3 separate regions of the Mus musculus genome follow, and all the other regions are linked to region 2. A link is a contact called in public HiChIP or PLAC-seq and promoter capture Hi-C data. All regions are on one chromosome and are shown on one strand. The core of a region is the stretch at or near the end of the contact, and the rest is flanking DNA. Distances in the headings are between cores, read along the strand shown.

Evidence for each region. Promoter capture Hi-C pulls out the DNA fragments that hold promoters and counts their contacts. HiChIP or PLAC-seq counts read pairs in DNA pulled down with a chosen protein or histone mark.
Region 1: an H3K4me3 HiChIP or PLAC-seq map of embryonic forebrain shows a contact between it and region 2, with 5 times the contacts expected there. The contact joins the promoter of Agbl4 here to the promoter of Bend5 in region 2. A contact is called at or near these places in 5 of 39 promoter capture datasets (cranial neural crest, embryonic stem cells, frontonasal cranial neural crest and 2 more) and 2 of 115 datasets of contacts at active chromatin or transcription factors (embryonic forebrain and stem cell-derived neural progenitor cells).
Region 3: a contact with region 2 is called in a promoter capture Hi-C map of embryonic stem cells, with 5 times the contacts expected there. The contact joins the enhancer-like site here to the promoter of Bend5 in region 2. A contact is called at or near these places in 10 of 39 promoter capture datasets (the 3T3-L1 cell line, the HPC-7 cell line, cranial neural crest and 6 more), 1 of 484 Hi-C or Micro-C datasets (bone marrow-derived macrophages), 5 of 115 datasets of contacts at active chromatin or transcription factors (embryonic forebrain, embryonic stem cells, extraembryonic endoderm stem cells and 1 more) and 1 of 9 other capture datasets (embryonic stem cells).

Annotation. Positions count from the first base shown.
Region 1 is chr4:110,395,811-110,400,771 of GRCm38.p6, reverse strand. Agbl4 (ATP/GTP binding protein-like 4) reads right to left here and starts at 3,074. Exons shown (of 13, transcript NM_030231.3): 1 at 2,867-3,074. The coding sequence starts at 2,900.
Region 2 is chr4:111,412,270-111,416,855 of GRCm38.p6, reverse strand. It overlaps Bend5 (BEN domain containing 5), which reads right to left and starts at 1,850. Exons shown (of 6, transcript NM_026279.3): 1 at 1,456-1,850. The coding sequence starts at 1,681. All of the region lies in intron 6 of Agbl4 (ATP/GTP binding protein-like 4), which reads right to left.
Region 3 is chr4:110,309,574-110,314,252 of GRCm38.p6, reverse strand. It overlaps a transcript of Elavl4 not described here. Among named protein-coding and RNA genes, the nearest start is that of Elavl4, 25 kb to the right of the region's middle. Within about 2 kb of position 1,607, at least 18 of the 459 cell types and tissues checked have an H3K27ac peak or open chromatin away from gene starts, as enhancers often do. A contact at or near this core is called in embryonic stem cells, extraembryonic endoderm stem cells and stem cell-derived epiblast-like cells, where this site is marked.

The DNA of each region.
Region 1 (4,961 bases), core at 1,825-4,324, 1.0 Mb after region 2:
GCCTAGCAATGGTCCTTTTTAACTTTCCCAGGGGTTAGAGTTGATCTAGGGTGTGTTGCATGACATGCTATACAAGGCATTTTGATCATATTTTCTTCTGTTCCCCCAGCTCTTCCCACATACATCTCCCCTCACCCATCCACCCAACTTTGTGTCCTTTTTTCACCCATCAAGACCAATTTGTGCTACTTCCATTGGGAATAACCTACTACTATTTTGCTACATGGACATCATATTAAACCAATTCCTAATGACATGCATGCTCACATTATCTAGAAAATTCTTTCTTAACACTCCTTTACCAGCTTATTCTGGAATCTAGAATCAAGATTATATCAGACTGGCAATTAAAATTAACCAGTAAATAAGTATTGAGAAGGCATAATAAACTAGAAGATAGGTAACCTGGATTTCCCATTATCAGTTTTCTCATATCAAAGTAACCGATGACCTCACTGTTGCTAAGTCTAGTCTCCTTACTCCCCATTTCATGTCACTTGGAAGTATTTAGTCTACTGAAGAGTCTACTTATCTTGAAATACTCTTTTGATTGCTCTCTCCCTGATTATACCTTCTCAGTCTCATTGGAAAGTACTAAAATATCTCAGTTGACCCTGGGCCTTTTCTCCCTCTACACAATTTCATCCACATTCATAACTATCTCACTTCCAAAATAACTATCTCCATGCAAGTTCAGATATAAAGTCAACTGCTTTGTCAATGTCTCCACTTACTTGGGTGCCTTAAAGATACCTAAAACTCCATAGTCAAAAACTAAATTTATGGCTTTCCCTCTAAAACTTAGCCAAAGATCTATTTTAACTTTCCCTATCTTTGTAGTGGCACAACCAACCCTCATTTGCAAAAGATAGAAAATGATTGATTTCTGATATCTCATATTTCACTGAGTTCTATCTATTTTATCTGCTGTGTCTCATTTCTACATCCCTGCTATTATTTCCTAACAGTTTCTCCTATAGACACTCTTGTATTAATACTTTCTACTACAGCAGAAATAGTTTTCAATTATTCTAATGACTCTATATTTCCACTTAAAACCTGTTGTAGTTTCCCATTAACCTTGGGAAATTTGAACAAAATTACAGTTCTATAAGGCCTAGCTTCAGCTTTCGACCTCTCTCCTCCCATTGTCTCATGAGCACCCACCCACATTTGTCTCCTTTAAGATCTTTACAAAGTATATTAATAATTTTGCCTTGAGGTCTTTGCACTTGGGTTCTCTGTGCCTATACTTCTCTTTGCTCTCTCCCTTTATTCAATCTCTATCACCTTTCAAGTAAACTATCACTTCCATTTAATCCAGTCATTTATTCATTGAGAACATATTTTACATCTGATTTAGTTCTAGACCATATGAGATTAATAGGCAAAGCAAAGCCTTTGTAGATTTTATATATTAGTCAAAGGAGATGGATACTTAATGATAAAAATAATAATCTGTTTACTTATATAATTGATTCAAGTGGGATAAAAGATTTTTAAAAATCAAGAGAATCAAAAAGGGTTTGCAGTGAGTGCCTAATTTGGTATTTCACATATAGTTAGCATTTAATAAACATTTTAAGTGCATGAGTGGATGAATGTTCTGTTCGTGTTCCTAAACATTTTTTCATAAGAAGCACACTGCAAAATGAATAGAAGAAATGGAGATACCAATCAAAAAGAAATCATAAAAAGCCATAAAAATAATAGTGTCTTGTACCATTCTTGTTCATTTCAAATAGTTTATTGTTACTGTTCCTTTACTACATAGCCTTATAACTAGTGGTGTGTGTGTGTGTGTGTGTGTGTGTGTGTGTGTGTGTGTACAAACACAGGCATGCATGCAACACACAGTGAGGAGGGTCTGGAGTAGTTCAAGTGAGTCACTCATAGCTATAGTTTGCAATGTCTTATTAACACATACATAAGGTAATATATAGCTCACTTTAACTACCCACCAATCTGTATATCCCAAAGTCACTGGTTTTCTATGCAAACACTGATATTAACCCTTAAAGTTTCAGCTGTTCAGTCCTCTGCCAGTTTTACTAATCTCCTAATATAAAAAAAGGACTCTTGCTTTCTTCTATTAGCCTGTAAAGCACGTTGGTTACTAATTCTCTAAGTCCAACCAGACCCATAAGGATACCCTTAAGAAACAGAATCCTGAGTTTCCATTCTTATCAGAATCCCTGCTACTTAAAGGCTATCTTATACTCACAGAGATAGGACATGTAACCCTTCGTAATTCTGAATGACCTTCAAGACCCCAAATACACGTATGCACTCCCGACTCCTTTGGTTGGGTGACCCTTCAAGTCTCTTGCCTTCTTAAGGACAAGATTTGTATACTTTGTGTGTGACTCCTTAGTGACTCTTAGGACTTTAGAGTTCTCTCAAACACAAATATTCTGTAAAAACTCCACTTCTATGGAGCCCAAATGGAGGTAATATATCTTCCACATAAACTTGCTTCCTCTCTCCCCAGTTCCAAATCATATCCCGGGTTGGGGGAGGGGATACCTTCCAAGGTACCACAAGAGTTTGAACACATTCCTTTTCCAGGATTTTGACTCAGTCCCCATAATAGGTGCCTCTCGTTATTATGGGTCCAATATCATCTTTCCAAACCCTTTCTGGGCCCATGCTTACTCAAGAGTGTAAGCCCTCCATCAGCAGAACTTTGAAATTCCCTGCTGGTCACTCAGAGAGATACAGACCTCCAGTGAACCCTGACCCTGAAGTAACCACCGCAGTATCCTACAAGGGCGCCTCCTCAGGGATAGGGCAATGAAGAGTCCCCAGTCCCCTCAGGCCCAAGACTGGCACCTCAACCTTCCCCTGCTCCACAGCCCTCACAGACCTGCCTCTGGCGCTGTCTGGCTCCGCTCCGCCATTTTTGTTGTCCGTCAGTCAATGAGCCCACGCAAAAACCACCGGGCAGTGGGGAGCGAGCGGTGGGATCCGCGGGCTGACAGAAAAGGCTCCCTCAGGAAGACGCTGCGCGGCGGTTGCCAGGGAAACCGGCGGCCCCTGAGCGGCCGGCTGGGAGCAGGGGGCGGGGCAGAAGAGAGCGTGCAGCCGAAGCTCCGCCTCCCCGCACGAGCATACCGCCTTCAAGCTCTGAAGTGCACTCTGCACCCAAGCCACAGTAACCTGGGGATTGAGCTTGCTTAGCCGCTTCTGTCTTGTCAAAACTAAGTCTGCAAGGATGACACTTTATTGGCCCCACTCTCCAGGTGCCAATCAAAATGTCTGGGTGGGTTGGCATTTCTAAGGCTGGCGATTATTCTAAGTACTTGGGATAAGTTTCTTAATTTCCCAAAGCTTCTTCCCTTAATGTCCTTGCTTTCATGAAGATGCTGAGTGACCTGTATTCAACTTACAAATATTGAGAACTAATTGAATAATTAGCAAAACTAAAGCAAACAGATGTCCTAAAGACCCTGGCTCCTGGCTCCTCTGCAACTGGGACATTAGTCTGTTAATTTCCATCAGAATGGCTGTAGATTGCTTTCTGTTGCTTAAATGAAACTCTCTCATATTTCCTTGTTCTGTTCTCCTGGGCCTAGCTGGCTTACAGAGTTTGAGAAAATGCCTTGATGCAGAAAAGAAGAGAGACCATTAAGCTTTTTAGGTAAAATGCTAGAGATGTGGCATACGTATTCATTCACCCGCACTAAAATATGTCATAAGATGGGGCACCATAAGAATATTTTACCGCATGAGTGAACATTCAGGATTGGTTCACAAAAAATATTGATAGATATGGATAGAAACTACTCGTTAGACATGTCTTTGACACTTAGGCAGTTTAAAATTCACAACATGTCCACATGACCAGCAAAGTGACAAGTAAGAGCCATGAGACTTTGTGAGAATTTCCTTGTAAGAGCAGTTATTTGAAGCTGAAAAAGACAAAGGAACTTCATTAAGTATGGGGAGATGAAAAAAAAATAGTGAGAAGGATGTGGGTTCCATTAACACCCTGACCTTATAATGCTTTATTTAGTCTTGGGGGGGGGGGATCTTAAACCCGTTGAGCCTCAGTATTCTTGTCAACAAACTGAGAAAAAGGCATTACCTATCACAGAAGACTGCTTTGTGTCGCACATGCGTGATGGACAGGGCTTCATTGCTTGATAAAAATCCAGTAAATTTTTAAAAACTTAGTATGCTTAGAATAATAAATCTCTCCCGATGCCTATTGGGAGCCAGACACTGTGCAGATGCTGGTAGTAAGGAGGGAAATGAAGCACAGGACAGAGATGCTCTGTTCAGATTTTACTTTAAATATTATTTAGAACCTAGTAATTTAGTTGTGCTGGCCACGTTTCAAGTGCTCATTAGCTCATTTCTTGTAGCTAGTGGCTACCATAGCAGACAGCATATGTGCAGAGTACTTTCATCTCTACGAAAGGTTCTGTTAGACAAGGGTTGATAGAAAATTGTCGGGTGGGCAGGGACATGAAATGCCTATAAAATTAGCTAACTGCCAGATTCAGTTCTTCTGTGTGCCATATAGTCTTTGGGAAGTATTTCGGGAGGAAACGTAGAGTACTTCTTTCTTAGTGAAGTTCCCAGCGACTTCATACATTTATTGTATGAAATAGCACAGCATGGAAAGTGGCTTAGAAGAGCACCCCACTGAGGGTCCTAGAAATGAGTTTCCCCATGGTATCATTCAGAGTGTCCCTGGTAGTCTATCTTTTTAGGGGCCTCCTGTGGTTTCTATATCCAGACAGCAACCTCCCACTGCATAGTTAGGGTGCCTCTTTTCAAATAAACATTCCACATAGAATTCACCCACTCTCGGTAAACACTTATTAAAATGACACCTTCCATGTGCTTAGCCACTGAGTTATATGTAGTATGGAATGAGGGAAATAGTCATGCTACACTCACATTTTTATGCAAGCAAATTCATTTTGTTAGCAAAACAATACTATAAAATTGCT
Region 2 (4,586 bases), core at 601-3,100:
AAATAAAACCTAATCAGCCACAAAGACTTCCGTTCTAAACCTATCCCCCCTCGCTCATTCTTTTCTCTTGGACCAGAGTGTCTGGTGGTAAGTGGACTTACAGCCCTGTGCCTCCAGGACCTGTCTAGGAGGTGATAAGTACTTAACCTTTCAAAAAGAGGACCATGTGGTGTTGATCTATTCCAAATCTTTTGGCCCTTTATTCTAGTAAGCCTACTTTCTAGAGGTATTTATTAAAAAGGAATCAGTCACCAGGCTGAGATACACTGACAGCTTGTCCAGGGATCTTGGACAAGTCACTTTGATTCATGCTAGGTTCATTTTTAGGCTAAAGGAGAGGAAACATAGGTCCCTGGAAAAAGTAGGAAAAGTGTCAAAACCATGAAATCTTTGCAATGTCTTCATTCAGCTCCTAATCTCCGGGTTGTCTTCCAGGTGGAAGGTGACAGTCTCTGCCTACTCAATCAAAGGCAGCACTCTTACCAGCAGCAGCTACATCTCTGCTCTCCAGCCTTGAAGTGGTAACTTCCTTTTCCCCACTTGGTGTGCACCCAAGCCTTCTACAAGTGGATCAGAAAGAAGGCCAAATGTTTCTGCTTGAAGAGGAACCTATGTCTCAGCGTGATACAGCATAGTACAGGAGGCCGAAAGGCTTGTCCTGTTAACAAACTGAATCTATCTTTACCCATTAACCAAGAGACCACCTGCCTGCCTGTCAGCCTGTCTCCTTTCCCTCTTCCCCACCCCCAGGTGTGATCAGAGTTAGGAGGTCAGGCCCTCACCTGAACTAGAAACTGTTTGTACCATCTTTCTCTCAAGGAGCCTTCTGGGAGATGCATAAAGTGGGGTGGAGATGAGGCTACCTAAGGCCCTTCACCTCCTCACCTGTGCCCCTTGGGCAGTACACTGAGGTTTGGTCTCCTTGTCCTAATGATGGCCCAGATGGAACAGTGTCAGAGATTCCTTCTGTGAAAAAGGGCCCCCATCAAAAGGACCTAACACTGCTTCTTGCTCCAAGGAGACGCCAAGGGCCTTAAAGGGAGAGAGGGAGGTACAGTTTTCGAAACTTAAGATGGAAAGCAACACAGAGGGAAGTAACTGAGAGAGGTGAAGGTGAGAGATGGGAGAGATGACAGCTAGAGTAGGCAGCTAGAGAAGCAGAAAATGAAGAGCCAAGGGGAATACAAAAGAGTCAGAAAGAAGAGAGCAGAGTAGAGAAAGCTGACTGACAGCAAGGCGCAGGAGTGTCAGAGAAGCAAGGAAGACAAAGGGGACCCTCAGGTCTTTTTAACTGGTTTGGCCTCTTAGAGACACCTGGTACCCAAAAGAAAGCCCAAGGAGTCGGAACGGGAGGCAAGAGCAAGCGGTGGCTCCCTGGCCCCAGCCGCCCGGCCTCTCCCGGAACCAGCCCCAGGTCCGCCCGGTCCCAACGCCCCTCCCGGCCCGCTCGCTCACCTGCCAGCGCCAGGATCTGGGCCTTGTGGAGCAACAGCGCGCCCCAGTCCCGAGGGGCACGCGGGGGACTCTCGGGCTCGGCGCCCAGCTCCTCCGGGCCCCGGTACACCGCGTACACCTTCTGGTTGTCAAAATCCAGTCGCGAGCGGGGACTGAAGTCGCGCACGCACGACACGGGCAGCGCGTAGCAGACGTTGTCCTCCAGGAACCGCACAAAGGCGTACATGGTGGGCGCCGGGGGCGGGCCCGGGCGCCGGTCAGCCCGTGGGGCGGTGCGGAGGTGGGGACCCCTAGAGGGGCGTGAGCCGCAGCCGGGCCGGGGGCGGGGAGGCTCCCCGGGGCCCCGGCTCCCCCCACTGTTATTGTTCCTGAAAGCCCCGCTCTGCCAATCGGCTGCTCTCGCCTGGGCGCGGAAAAGGGAGGGGAGTGGAGAGAGCCGGGCGAGGGGCGGATGAGGGGGTTTTGAAGCACACCGCCACTTGCGAAGTCAGACCCGAGCAATCACAGCCGGAGTGCGATTGCAGTAAGGTGGGGAAAGAGCATATATGATAGTAGCGTTAGAGGATAGGAGGAGCGCTGCTAAAAGTCGCTTTCGGGCGGATTCAATAGTTTAGTGTTTCGAATTTAGCTAAGCGCCTCCGTTCCTTCAGTCCACCCTCCAAACCCATTTCCCCCTTTTCTCTTTCTTTTGCAAAATTGCCAGCACCTGCTGTGAGGGTCAGTGAGCCAGAAACATTCCCCTAGAGCTGCCAAACCAGTTTTTGGCCAGAACTAGAGTAATCTGAGGTTTCCAGTTGAACCAGCTGCTGGGATACCAGAGGGTTAGACCAGGGCTGTTTTTATCCTAAGGGAGCAGCGGCACCCCTCTTCCCTGTGGTCTTTCTCCATTGAGGAATCGCCTCCACTACTTGTTGATTCTGGGCTGGAACAGTTGGAATGAAACAAGGATGGAGGGCTCTAGGGAGCCAGAGCAGAGGCCGGACTTTCTGGAGTCAGTTGAGTTCAGGAGCCAAACTGGGCAGAACAGCAGTCCCTTCTCTGTTTCCAAAATCACAGATGAGAACCTGGAAAGGTTGGTTCCTGCAGACAAACCACACCTTCCAGAGAAAGAAGGCTGAGAGTTGTACTTGTTCTGTATTGTATGCTTACAGGGAAACTGAGCTATTTATATTCCAATTGTCTAGCTCAATACCAGGGTATTTGTCAGAGAGAGATTGGTGAATTTTGGGGGAAGGATAAACAGAATTTCACATACATCCATTCTTCCACTTATTCTTTTATTCAAGTAACTAATATTTTTCTGAGCACACACTCCATGTTATATTGTAGGCTTGGTGGTCTATAGAAAGAATAGATACCTAGGACCTTGTAGTATTTACTAAAGTATTAGAACTTGAATCTCAGTTGGATCCTATGTCAATATTAAATTACTGTCTGAATAACCCATTTTTTCTGCTACTTGTAATCTTTCATTCTAGTCTGAGAGCATTAAGAAAGCTTAATAATGAGGTTATAGTGAGAAAAGTATTCTCATAAAGGCATGCATAAAGGAGGTGGTAGATTTAACGAAATGCTATGTTTTTAAAAACTCATTTAAATAAATTTAACCTGTAACAAAACAAGTGCACTGAAATGTTTATTATGATTCTGAGTTTCTTGCATAGGTGAGAGATTTTGTTTTCTCTTGTACTCTTTATGCTCATATTCCACATACACACATTCTTGTTGCTAGTCCTCACAATAATAATAAAAGGCATTTAACCATTTTAAACTTTAGGCACTGTGCTCACATTCCAAATCAGCTATACTCATGATAGAGATAAAGCCAAACTCCCAAATTCACTTCATTGTGATTTGAGGAGTACTTTATACTGTTGAACTCCACACAGCTCTCAAAGCCTGAGTAGCAGGTCAGATAAAGTTCCCTTAAAGCAATCCATTGGTTATATCCAGTCAACTGAATAGGTCTTCAAGCCATCCTGATGAATAATTTCATCCTCACTTATCCGATGACTCTGAGGTGTTCTGGAAAATATGTTCCCCTGATTATTATTTATTTTTGACTATGGATTATTTTAGAAATACATCACTTTGGTGGTCAAGGGAATTTAATGAGAAGTAAGATTCTGGTAGCTCATAAGATGAGGCATGCAAAGTTGGCCATATTTAATGACAATCCATGAGACTGCAGACCACATTTTCAAAAATAACTTCAGGTAGCACTCTAGCACATCTCTGCATCTAAGTGAGGGTCACCCCAAAATATCAATTTCATTTTTCATCACTTTCCTGGACACAGCCCACTCCAGAGTCTGCATCAATTATTTAGCATTTCCCAACCTAGCATGACCACAGCCTTGTGCTGGCTTCTTACCCTCATCCTAGGAAGTTCTTCTTTACTGAGTGCATGGCCACCTCAGCTATCCCTGAAAACCAAGTCAAATGCCTTCTCTTTCCCCAGTTCCCTACACTGTTCAAGAACCAACCAGGCACCTTCCAATTTTATCCCAGCATGGTTGATTTCCTCACTGTGTCAGAGGTCAGAGAACTGTGACACTGCTCTATACTTTCACCCTCACAAACCGAGGAGTCCCTCAAACACTTTAAGGATCTCAGGTCTGGCCAAACTGGGATTTGTGGCTTCTATGCTGAAATGATTTTAGCACTATGAAGCAGAGTGGTCTGTTTTATTAAAGATGTTTTAATGTAGGCTTAAGTACAAGGGTTAAGAGAGAAAGAGGTGCTCAGGGGAAGGAAGTAAGACTCACCCAAGGGCTTGGGTGTGTGCTCCTCTGCAAGACAATCACAAAAAGTAACAAATACTCAGATGGAGGTAGGGTTTACTCAAGGGAGTTTCAATTGTTTTAGCATCAGCCATGTCTACCAGTTTTTTATTTTTTTAATACGAATTATATCTCAAAAGGTTGCTAAGAAACCGTTTCTTCTTCTTCTTCTTTTTTTTTCTTGTCTCTATCATGATAATGAAATTATAGAAATGCTCTGGAGATGCCCTGGATGGAATTATAATCTGATAAAGTAACACCAGAAGCCACTGGGGTTGCACAAGGAGTTTAGTTAGTACATATCCTTTCCCTGTGCATAGGTTTTCTGGTCCTAGAAAATTATGTATA
Region 3 (4,679 bases), core at 358-2,857, 1.1 Mb after region 2:
AAATGTAGAAGCTCTCTTTCCTTTGATGGAGAAATGATGGCCTAAAGTTGATGCCTGACTAGAGTTCCAATAGCACCCATGACCTTTTATAGACTGGAAAAATAATCTACAGTCACAGAGAACCTACTCAGAGGACAATGGCACAGAGTGGTACAGACTGATTCCATCTATAGTTCTCATAATCTGGGTTACACCTTGTAAAGAATTCTTTTTGCTGAGCCTCACAAGTAGCAAGAGTCAAAAAAAAAAAAAACCCAAAAAAAACAAAACAAAACAAAAGCCCTAACCCTTAAGTATAGGGGAAGACCATTTCAAAACCTTGTCATAACTGATACATGCATATTGAAATGCCATTTCAGTATTATCTCTTGGATCTGGAGAGATGACTCAGCAGTTAAGAACATTTTTTTTTTAGTTTTTTATTAGATATTTTCTTTATTTATATTTCAAATGTTATCCCCTTTCCTGGTTTCCCCTCCAAAAAACCCCCATCCCCTCCCCCTTCCCCTCCCCCTGCTCACCAACTCACCCACTCCTGCTTTCTGGCCCTGGCATTCCCCTATACTGGGGCATAGAAGCTTCACAGCATCAAGGGTAAGAACATTCATTATCTTGCAGAGGACTCAGGCTTGATTCCCAGACCACATGGTGGCTTACAACCATCCAATAACTCCATTTTCAATACCTTCTTTCTACCTCTGTGGGTACCAGACAGGCAAGGCAAATGGTGCAGAGCTGTATGTGTGAGCAAAACACCTATACACATAAAATATGTTTTTCAAAACAATCTCTTAATAGGTAAAGTACCATTTTATTTACACATCAAATTAATAGATATCCTAAATGTGAATAACATTCAGTGCATAGAACGGTAAAATCTTTACCTTTGAGGCCAAGACCCAGTAGAAAGCTGTTGATTCTAACTTTACTTTGGAGGTGCAAGCCTCCCCCTGACACAAGTGGTGGAGGTCTTCCTTTATCAGCATTATCTAACTAGTTTTGAGAAGAGATGTTTTCATGTGTGTTAGTAACTAGAAGTCATCTTTGTGGTAACTATGCATTTTGTCTTAGTCAATGCATGTTGATGTCTTTTTTTTTTTTTTGCGGGGGGGGGGGGGGTTGGTTTTTCGAGAAAGGATTTTCTGTGTAGCCCTGGCTGTCCTGGAACTCAGTTTGTAGACAGGCTGGCCTAGAACTCAATCCACCTGCCTCTATGATAAAAAGCACTTTCCAGCTTCTGCCCCTTTTATGTTTTACTGTTTTGGTCTTACTGGATACTTCAACTTACATGTGGTCCCATATTTTCCCTTCTTAACTTGCATTCAAGCATCTAAAGGTCTACAATTGAAGAAATGATTACTTATTTTTTTTGCAAAATTATTTTATGGTTTAATAAGTAGGACTTGTTTGGAAAGGGGCTTGCTAATTGCATTAAGGAACATCAAAGTCATGAACTGTAAATAGATAACTCTCTAGCATCTTATCCAAAATCTGCATGAAGATTTTTCCAATTTGGCTTTGGAAAACAAGTTTTAAAACAAGGTGTATAGTTCTCCCTTTGTTTAGTTCCCGGAACCATTCAACTCTTTGTCCCTTCGCTTTTCTTTTCTTTTTTTTTTCCCATTTACACTCCCCTGCTCCCTTCTCGAAGAATACACTAAAGATTCCTTTAGCATACTAATATAATAAGGATGCTTTTGGTGGCTTCAAGGATCTTGGGAATTCTTGGGAAATGGTTTGGTGACTCTGCAATGGAATTAATGTTTTAAAGTCAGAAACATGCATCTATATAAGGTGTATTTTAGTCTGACCCTGCTTCCTGCTATCCTGGGAGTGTTGCATCCCCACCCCCAGACAACTGGATTGTAGCCATTGTTCCTTTGTTGTTTGCTTTTCAGCGGAGGAGGGCTGGATGTTACATTTGAAAAGGAAGGGGGCTGCTATAGACTAAGTGCATTGTCTCAGGGCTTCTGCAGATCCAAGGCCAGTCCTGTATTCAGAGCTTGCAAGTCACTCTTTGGCCTCTGCTGTTTCTCAACAAAAGGGAGAAAAGGGGAGATACCCCCTCCCCATTGTTTCCATTTATTTTTCCAAGAAAGAATGCCAGCATCAAGGAAGTGGATGGGCTTAGAGGGTCAATCAGTTATCTTCTGGGATGAAAATTAAAGAAAAGAAGCCCAGAGTGTAAAGATATTTATCATATATCCTTACTTATCATATATATATATGAAGACCCCTCTAGAGCAAGAGATTCTTTTCCTAATCGCTGTACTGATTTGGATCTTCCAAATAGCCAACCTAAATTCTGAAACATAACTTATTTTGAATGAATGTGTTTTCTCATTTAAACCAGCTTAGTGTAATGGAGAAACAGAGATACAGAAAGGGCTAATGCCTTGGCCAGGGTAAAGAACTACTTAGTGACAGGTCAAAGGCACTTCCCTCGCATGCTTGCTGCTTTGCTGCTTTCCTTCCACTCTCCCACTCTCGTCTCCCACAGTCTCCAGCATCATACGTTTTACAGCTTGACCTATAAACAACAGGTCATGTCCCTATTACAGCTTTTAAATCTTGGCTAAAATAATCCATTGAGAATAAAGATATTTTTATTTTTAGAATTCTACCTTATTGGCATGACTTAAAATGTAACCTCATGAGGTGGATGGACACTGAACTTTCTATATAAAAGGTTGATATGGATGGAATTGTGCACTCAAAACTCAAGTGTTGAACCTTTAACTCCTAATTTGACTGCATTTGCAATATAGAGCTTCAAAAGGCAAACTTAAATGTGATCATAAGGCTAGGGTCCTCTCTAATAGGGTTTGTGGCTGTAGAAGTAGAGTGGGATTTTTCTCTCTATCCTGTGGTGATACAGGAAATAGACATTTGCAAACCAGGAAGAGACTCCTCACACAGCATCTGGCCATGCTGAACTCTAGCCTCATACTTTCAACTCTTACAGTTGCAAGAAAATAAATTTCCCTTGTTCAAACCACCCTGTCTATGGCATTTTATCATGGCAACCCAAGTTAACTAACATCAAAGGTTTTTTTGTTTGTTTGTTTGTTTTTGTTTTTTTCTTATTAAAGTTCTTTTTTTTTTCCTAGACAGGCATTGTGGAAGCAGTAGGATTATGAATTTCAGCCACCTCTAGCCTTGTCTCAAATCAACAAGAAAAAAATATATATGGTTCCTAGACCCAGACATGCTTATTCGAAACACTGTTCTGGGCAGATGTGGTGGTGCATGTCTGAGGTCCTGGTATTTGATAGGTGAAGTCAGGAGCATTAAGGATTCAGAAACAGCCTCAGCTACAGGGCTAGATCCCATCTTAAAATACCAAATAAAAAGAAGAAGAAAATTACTCCAATTAGTCCCTTACTACGTCCTGTACTTGTCGTGCGTGCCCAAGAACACTTGCTTTAATTGTAAGAAGTAGCTTATTGTTGCCTAGAACTCTGACTCTTGAGCAGACATAGTAGACGGGAGCTGACCTGTCACTATTGAATCAGGAATGAAGGATATATTAGCATCATGATGTCACTGTGGCCAGAGACTTGGCTGAACTGGGAATTCAACTCCTGAATTCCAGAAATCACTTAATTATACACTCACACACATTAACATTTGTACAAAACGTCTGAGTCATCCACTACGAGGTCTCCTAACTCCTGCTTTCTATCCGTAAACCAACTCATCCCCAGGAAATCTACAGAAAAAACTTCCGAGTTGCTCATCTCCCCTCCGCCACCCTGCCCCCCGGCCCCGCCTGCAGTGTTGATGCCCTTGCACTAATGGAGTGGATTCAGCTGATGTCAAAATTGGAAACAAATATTTAACAATGCAACCTCGAACCAAGTACAGATCTAAAAATGTGCAGCCTCAAGCCTCATAAAGTTCTTTTAAAAAGAAAACAAACAAGAAAGGAACTGCTGAGCTGTGAGTCTCTGAGGGGTTATGACGCTTCCATAATGCTAATCACCAAATGCCCTCCACCTTCAAGGATGGACCAGCACCTACAAGCACTCAGGGTACTGGAAACCAAGAAAGAAGAAAGAGTACCCACTCACAAAGCCAGCCAGCTTTGTGAACCCCTCACATACTCCCACAGACCCTGCTCCCCCACATCCTAGATAGCAGAATAACCCATTAAACTTTGGCAAGTGGCCACAATCTTCAGAATGCTCTTGTAACTATTAGGTTCCACTTGTGGTTAGAAGTTATTCTGTGAAGCAGGCAGAATGCAGCCATAGCTCCATTTCACAGCCAATGGTGCTGACTCAAAGCAAGTGTTGGAATCTCCATGACAAAGAAATCGAGCATCCTCATGAGCCACCCTGAAAATGAACAAACTTCTCAAGTAATATCTGGCATAGTTAGTGTTGAGTAAAAAGAACTAGACATGGTCTCCAGCTTTGCAGAATTCTCAATGTAGCATAAGGTAAATGCATGAAAACTAGTTATAACAATGTGAAAAAATGCTGTTAGCATGGGAAAGGAGTGGAAGGAGGGTCCTTAACTTAGAGTCTTAAAAACTGAAGTTCAGTGGAAGAGATAAAGCATTTGTTTACTTACAAAGGTCTTGTTTACAATTCCACGATATTCTTTATAGTTTCAGCAGTTTTATGTAATAGTTTTATTAATTCTTTGAGAATTTCATGCATACATACAGTGTA